2 separate regions of the Mus musculus genome follow, and region 2 is linked to region 1. A link is a contact called in public ChIA-PET data. All regions are on one chromosome and are shown on one strand. The core of a region is the stretch at or near the end of the contact, and the rest is flanking DNA. Distances in the headings are between cores, read along the strand shown.

Region 1 (2,940 bases), core at 113-2,612:
GGCTGTAGGATCTCTCACAGCCTTGACCTGAGGTCACAGTTTCTATGCTGAGAGCGCTTGTCTCCTCACTCATAGGAGAGTTATGTCTTTGCCTGGCTTTTCCTTATAGCACACAGTGGTACCCTCTCTCTTCTCTCTGTCTGCTGTATCCACCCCACCCCATGTTCAATACTGCAGAGTTCTACACTCCCCTCCCTCCCGTAACTCTATTCATACTCCCTTGGGACCATAGATCTCCCCAAAAGGGAAAGAAAATTTTGACAATGATCAAGCTGAAACACAGACAACCCAGTCTTTTCTCCTCTGCTGGACAAACAACCTGTCTCCAAAGGAGCAAAGAAAGCTAACATATACTGGGCACTTAGTGGGCACCAGACACCGAGTTCACATTACAATCTCACTTCGCTCATTTCTAGTAGCCATCCGAGGGTACCTGTTAATGTGTTCAAGCTCAGAGAGTGTAATTGAACAGTCAGCGTAAGGCAAAGGTGAAACCAAAATTCAAACCTAGTCTACACAACTTCAAAGGGCTCTCTTACATATACTGCTTTTAGTTCTTGAAGAGAATTCTAGCCGGTCAAATGTGGCGGGACGGCAGTGTTCTGATGGAGATGCTGCCTAGCTGATTTCCTGCTCAGGCCATGACAAACTGTAATCTGAAAACCTCTGAGCTTCTGTGGCCCACCTCTCTATAGAAGCTCCCCTAAATCCTCGCTCTCAGTAACAACTCAGGAAGGAGCCTCTACAGTGTTCATTTTATGTCACACTCTCACATAACTGTCCCAGCAGCTCTGAAAGGCAGTGGAAGTGGTGACTTTAAAGATGAGGGGCTGAGGCCTAGCAGGACCAAAGAGCCACCCATCCTGGGCTATAGTCACCACTCCTGACACGCAAGTTCTCCCCACCCAGCATCTGTGCCCTGCACACACACGCACATCTTGCCCCTTCAACAGGTCTGGTCTCCACCCCTGCTCCCTGAGATCCTGTCCTGGCAGAACCATCTTTGAGCCCAGCTCTGGCTTATGGATCTCCAGTCCCCTCTACCACCTATGGTCTCCATGTTTCTTTCTTCATCTCAAGTATAGCTCTTCTGTGTGAATTCTTTGAGAACTGTACTTGAAAACTCAGGACAGAGTAAGAAAAGTTCTGCTATCAGCAGTTTTTCTCCCTGCACCCACAAAACACTACAGTTTTTGTAAGAAAACACATTTCCCAAGTGCCCTCCCTGAACTGGGTCTGAGGTTCGCCTCACAAACCCTCAATGTTGCAAGCTACCTGTTATTTCACAGACCAAACCAGGAAGCTGGGGCCCAGAGAGGTTAATTAAGGTTAGAGTTAGGAAGTGGTTAAGTGGGGATTCAGACACATGGGTGGCATTCACAGCAGTGTATCATGCAAGTCCCTGGGAGAGCAACAGCTATGCTGACTATAAAGGACAGGCAGAAGTGAAATTTCAAAGATGTGCAGAAGCAACATCTTCTAGCCTGGGGTGATCTGCCTCCAGACTAGCACAACAGCCTATGACAACTTCGTCTGCACCACTGTGGCCCTACTGTGACACCCCTCCCACATCACTGTCTCCTATCCCCTGACTACTGTCACCAGCTGGTACAAACCTTCAAGCAATTATTCCTGAAGAGAGGAAAAGAGGATGTATTGATTTCACAGTTCTGTATTTATATAGTGTGGAAAATGAATTCTATAAAATCACTGCCTGATGGCAATGGTGACAAGGTCCTTGAGAGAGCTGGAAGTCACTGACGAGGGGAAGGGAGCCTTGAGCAGGAGTCGATGCTCAACCCTGGGCCCTGCTCAGGTGCTGAGAACCAGGCACACCTTAAGACTAGCCACAGGATCTAGCTGGGAAGCCAGATGGAGAAGAGATCCACTCTGGGAAGGACAGACACCTGAACCCCTGGAGGCTAAGGCGGATGACTGGGTCTCGCCACCATTGTCCCTCTGCTAAGCCTTTCTTTACCTACCTTGTTTTGTGTAACCATCACAAAGTATGCAGTTATGAAGAGGTCAAGTCCAGGCACTTGTCATTTCTCCAAAGTCACACAGAATGGCGGACCCAGTGTGCATTTGTCATTTCTCAACCTCGCCCCTGCACCATACTACACACTATATACTCAAACAGGATAAAAAAACCTGGTCCACACACACAGCGATTCTGGGTTAGTGTACAGAGCTTCCCTAAAGACAGGACTGACCCTGATGACCAAGTGAACAGGTCTTAAGCAAAAAGAATCAGTAAATTTGGCTGGTCCAATAGGGAAGATAGCCAAGGCCCGAGTTACATAAAAGAAGTGACTGCAGGTGACTCTAAATGCCCTGCTGCTCAGAGACACCATAAGACAAAGGGAGGCAGCCAGGAGATCAGTGGGATCCCATTGTGGGGGGTGCGGGGAACCCCACGCACCCAAGTAAATTTCAGGCTGAAGCCTGAGTAACCCAGTTAGCGGGCTAGGCTGAACATTGAGGACAGCAGGGCACTTTAAATGGCCCAATCCAATCTATCTGCCCTTCACAATGAACGCAGCCCAGCAACCAAACGGATTGCCAGATTTCTGTGACTAACCAAAGGGTTTTCTTCTTTTCGTGTTACTACACCTAGTCTTTTTCTCTGGCACTCTCTGGACTAAGTATAAGAGAAAGCTGGGTACAAACATGCCTTCTACCTTTTCTGCAACCCAAGGAGCTACATGTCTTCCAGTTATCAGTTCAGGCTGTAGCGTTCCATAGAAGGCCTACTCTACTGTGAATATCCAAGCTGAGTGAAGTGCTTGTCCAGGGCATCCTTAACTTCCCTACTGAGCCAAGAGCACCCAGTGCAAGGGACTAGCACAGTGCCTGGACAGAAGCACTTAACAGTTAGTCAACACCCACCCATTTTCTTCAATTGGAATTCCCTATGCCCTCGAGCAATCTTAACACATT
Region 2 (2,700 bases), core at 10-2,509, 310 kb after region 1:
TCACTCTTTCCCTCCTGTGTGTCACTAGTTTTATGTCACCTTGACACAAGCTAGAATCATCGGAGAGGAGGGAGCCTTGGCTGAGAAAAATCTCTCCATAAGAACAATCCAAATGAAACTGAGTAAGAAATAAGCAAGGTGTGTGTGTGTGTGTGTGTATGTATGTATGTATATATACACATATACACATATATACATACATATATATGTATACACACACACACACATATCTTTATGTTGGTGGACAGAGGTGCCTTAAATTGGGTCCCACAGTGTATGCTGGTGACAGGCCTCTTCAGGGGACTTCTTGGTGCCGGAGCTGGAGTGTGGTAAAGCGAGAACACCCACACGGAGAGAGAGAGACAGCCTGGTATGTGGTGTTCAACTCCACATTCAGTGAAGATGCACGTTTACTGAAAGGGGATTGCTAATGAGCTTCAGGGAAACTTCCTTCTGGAAAGGGCTAAAGTTTGGGGATGAGGATGGGGGTGGGGGTTGTGCCCACTACTTTTGGTCCTAGAAGTCTGACTGGTGTGAGGATTCTAAATTAAGAACTAATTTTCAAGGTTGTGGCGTATACCAAGGGTATGGCGTATATGTTAAGGCAAAGGGAAAGCCACACCGTCATCTTGTATTTGAGTGTTACTAGCTCGCTTTATAAACCCAGGTAAGTGGGCCTGGGGAGATGGCACCCACGTAACAGCATGACTTAAGTAGAAGCCCTTCTGCAGTCCCAGCGCTTGGAAGACTGAGTCTCTCTCTCTCTCTCTCTCTCTCTCTCTCTCTCTCTCTCTCTCTCTCTCTCTCTCTCTCACACACACACACACACACACACACACACGCGCGCGCGCGCGCGCGCGCCAGGGGCTAGCTGTAGCTAAGTTGAGCTGCAAGCATTCGAATCTTTCATCCCCGGTGACATCAGCCTGGAACGCTCTGGAACACTTGGCTGGCTTGCTTTCTCTCATGCTTTCACGACCCAGTCTTCCGTATGCTTTGCTGAGGTGGCACTCTGCCTCCTACGTGACCGCCTTGCCCTGCCCTGTTTAGTCTGCTCCCGCGACCTCCAACGCAGCGGAGGACCAGAGCCCACACCCAAGGTCTCTGCGTTCCTCCCTGGCGGAGAGGGAGGACTGGGGGGCGGGGGTGGAGGGTAGTTACAGCATCCCTTAGAAACTCCCTCAGCTCCAAACAGGAGGGCGACCGCAAGATGCAGGGGCACCTCCCGAACCAGAGGCGGCGCCTCCTGATGGGCGCGGACTCGGGCAGAGTCGCAGCGCGGCTGCTGATTGGCTGTGCGGAGTCAGGCGCTGTGGGCCGAGTGGACGGGTGTGACCCTGGGGGCTCTGAGTGATGGGCCGCGACTCGGGCGGCTCCCAGTGTTGACCTGGGTGTGGGCTGGCTGAGGGCCAGGGTAGGAGTGTGAGCACCGCCTGCGGTAGGGCAGCGATGCGGCCTATCGCGCAGTCGCTGCCCTCCTCCCCGGGATGCTCTGAGGGCTTTAATGGGGCATTCGCTCAGCACTAAGTGCTGAAGGACCGGAAGGACGGTAGTTTTGCTGGGGTTACAGGTATGCCTGAGGTGACCCCACAGAAAGTTAAATAGTTTATTACATACAAACAAATTAATCCTGGATATGTACACAAATCGAACCAAAGCAGATACCCAAATATTGGTGCGCAAATATTTGCAGCGCTTTTTACACTTGCCAAAAGGTGGAGCCAGCTCAGTTGTTGATCCGTCGATGAACTGGCTGAGGTAGACACTTTAAGTGCTTAGTAGGCAATACCAAGGAGTGGAGTATTACTTGAATGAAATGGGGACACCAAGGTATTGTTGAGGAGAAAGTCTTTACTCTAGAGGGAGAATACAGCCAGAGGCATCTGGAAGGGTCCAGAGCAGACTAAATATGGCCAGCAGAGAACCAGGCCATCGAGGAGGGAGAAAAGTGGAGAGCAAGAGAAAGAGGGACCCAAGGTGACCAAGACCCAAGAGGGCAACGAGGACAATGGCTAAAATAGCAGGGTTATATAGGAACGAGAAGCTTGGGGTCGGGGTCGGGGGAGCCCAAGAGTTGGGGAAGTTTAGGGTAGGGGCCAGGAGAGAGCGGAGAGGAATCTCAGGCACTGAGCCCCGAGATCAGCAGACGCTTTGATATGCTAATAGGCACCACAGGTGGCCAACTGTCTTGAGTTTTCTTTTGAACCTGACACCACTGATTTATGCTACACACTGGGTGATTGCCTGGCAAACCTTGCTGGGAGTGGGGGGTGGTAGCACATGTGGGTTATCAATTGTTTAACTCCCTATCCTTGAAGTACAAGGCAAGCGGGTACCTCCTAGGCCAGCACCGTTGGTTTTTTTTTGTTTTTTGTTTTTGCTAAGGGTGGGGAAAAGTTGGCTTGTGGCTGATAAGATTAGGTGTCACTGGCAAATGGTTTTAAGAGTTTTGGGTGATGAACTGTTGTAGAGGGCCTTGGTGGCCAGTCTGATTGACAGAGCTAGTTCTAAGACAGCCAAGGAAGGCTACAACAAAGAAACTCTGTCCTGAAAAACCAAAAACCAAAAAAACCAAAAACCAAAACCAAAAACCAAAAGAAGAAGAAGAAGAAGAAGAAGAAGAAGAAGAAGAGGAAGAGGAAGAGGAAGAGGAAGAGGAAGAAGAAGAAGAAGAAGAAAGAAGAAAATGTTTTATAATGT

The links. ChIA-PET counts read pairs in DNA pulled down with a chosen protein or histone mark.
Region 2: an RNA polymerase II ChIA-PET map of memory CD8 T cells shows a contact between it and region 1, with 9 read pairs. The contact joins two enhancer-like sites. A contact is called at or near these places in 1 of 484 Hi-C or Micro-C datasets (CD4 T cells) and 4 of 115 datasets of contacts at active chromatin or transcription factors (embryonic limb bud, embryonic stem cells, extraembryonic endoderm stem cells and 1 more).

Annotation. Positions count from the first base shown.
Region 1 is chr19:44,576,618-44,579,557 of GRCm38.p6, reverse strand. No RefSeq gene overlaps it. Among named protein-coding and RNA genes, the nearest start is that of Hif1an, 15 kb to the right of the region's middle. Within about 2 kb of position 1,362, at least 26 of the 459 cell types and tissues checked have an H3K27ac peak or open chromatin away from gene starts, as enhancers often do. A contact at or near this core is called in memory CD8 T cells, where this site is marked.
Region 2 is chr19:44,265,705-44,268,404 of GRCm38.p6, reverse strand. No RefSeq gene overlaps it. Among named protein-coding and RNA genes, the nearest start is that of Gm35183, 5.1 kb to the left of the region's middle. Within about 2 kb of position 1,259, at least 306 of the 459 cell types and tissues checked have an H3K27ac peak or open chromatin away from gene starts, as enhancers often do. A contact at or near this core is called in memory CD8 T cells, where this site is marked.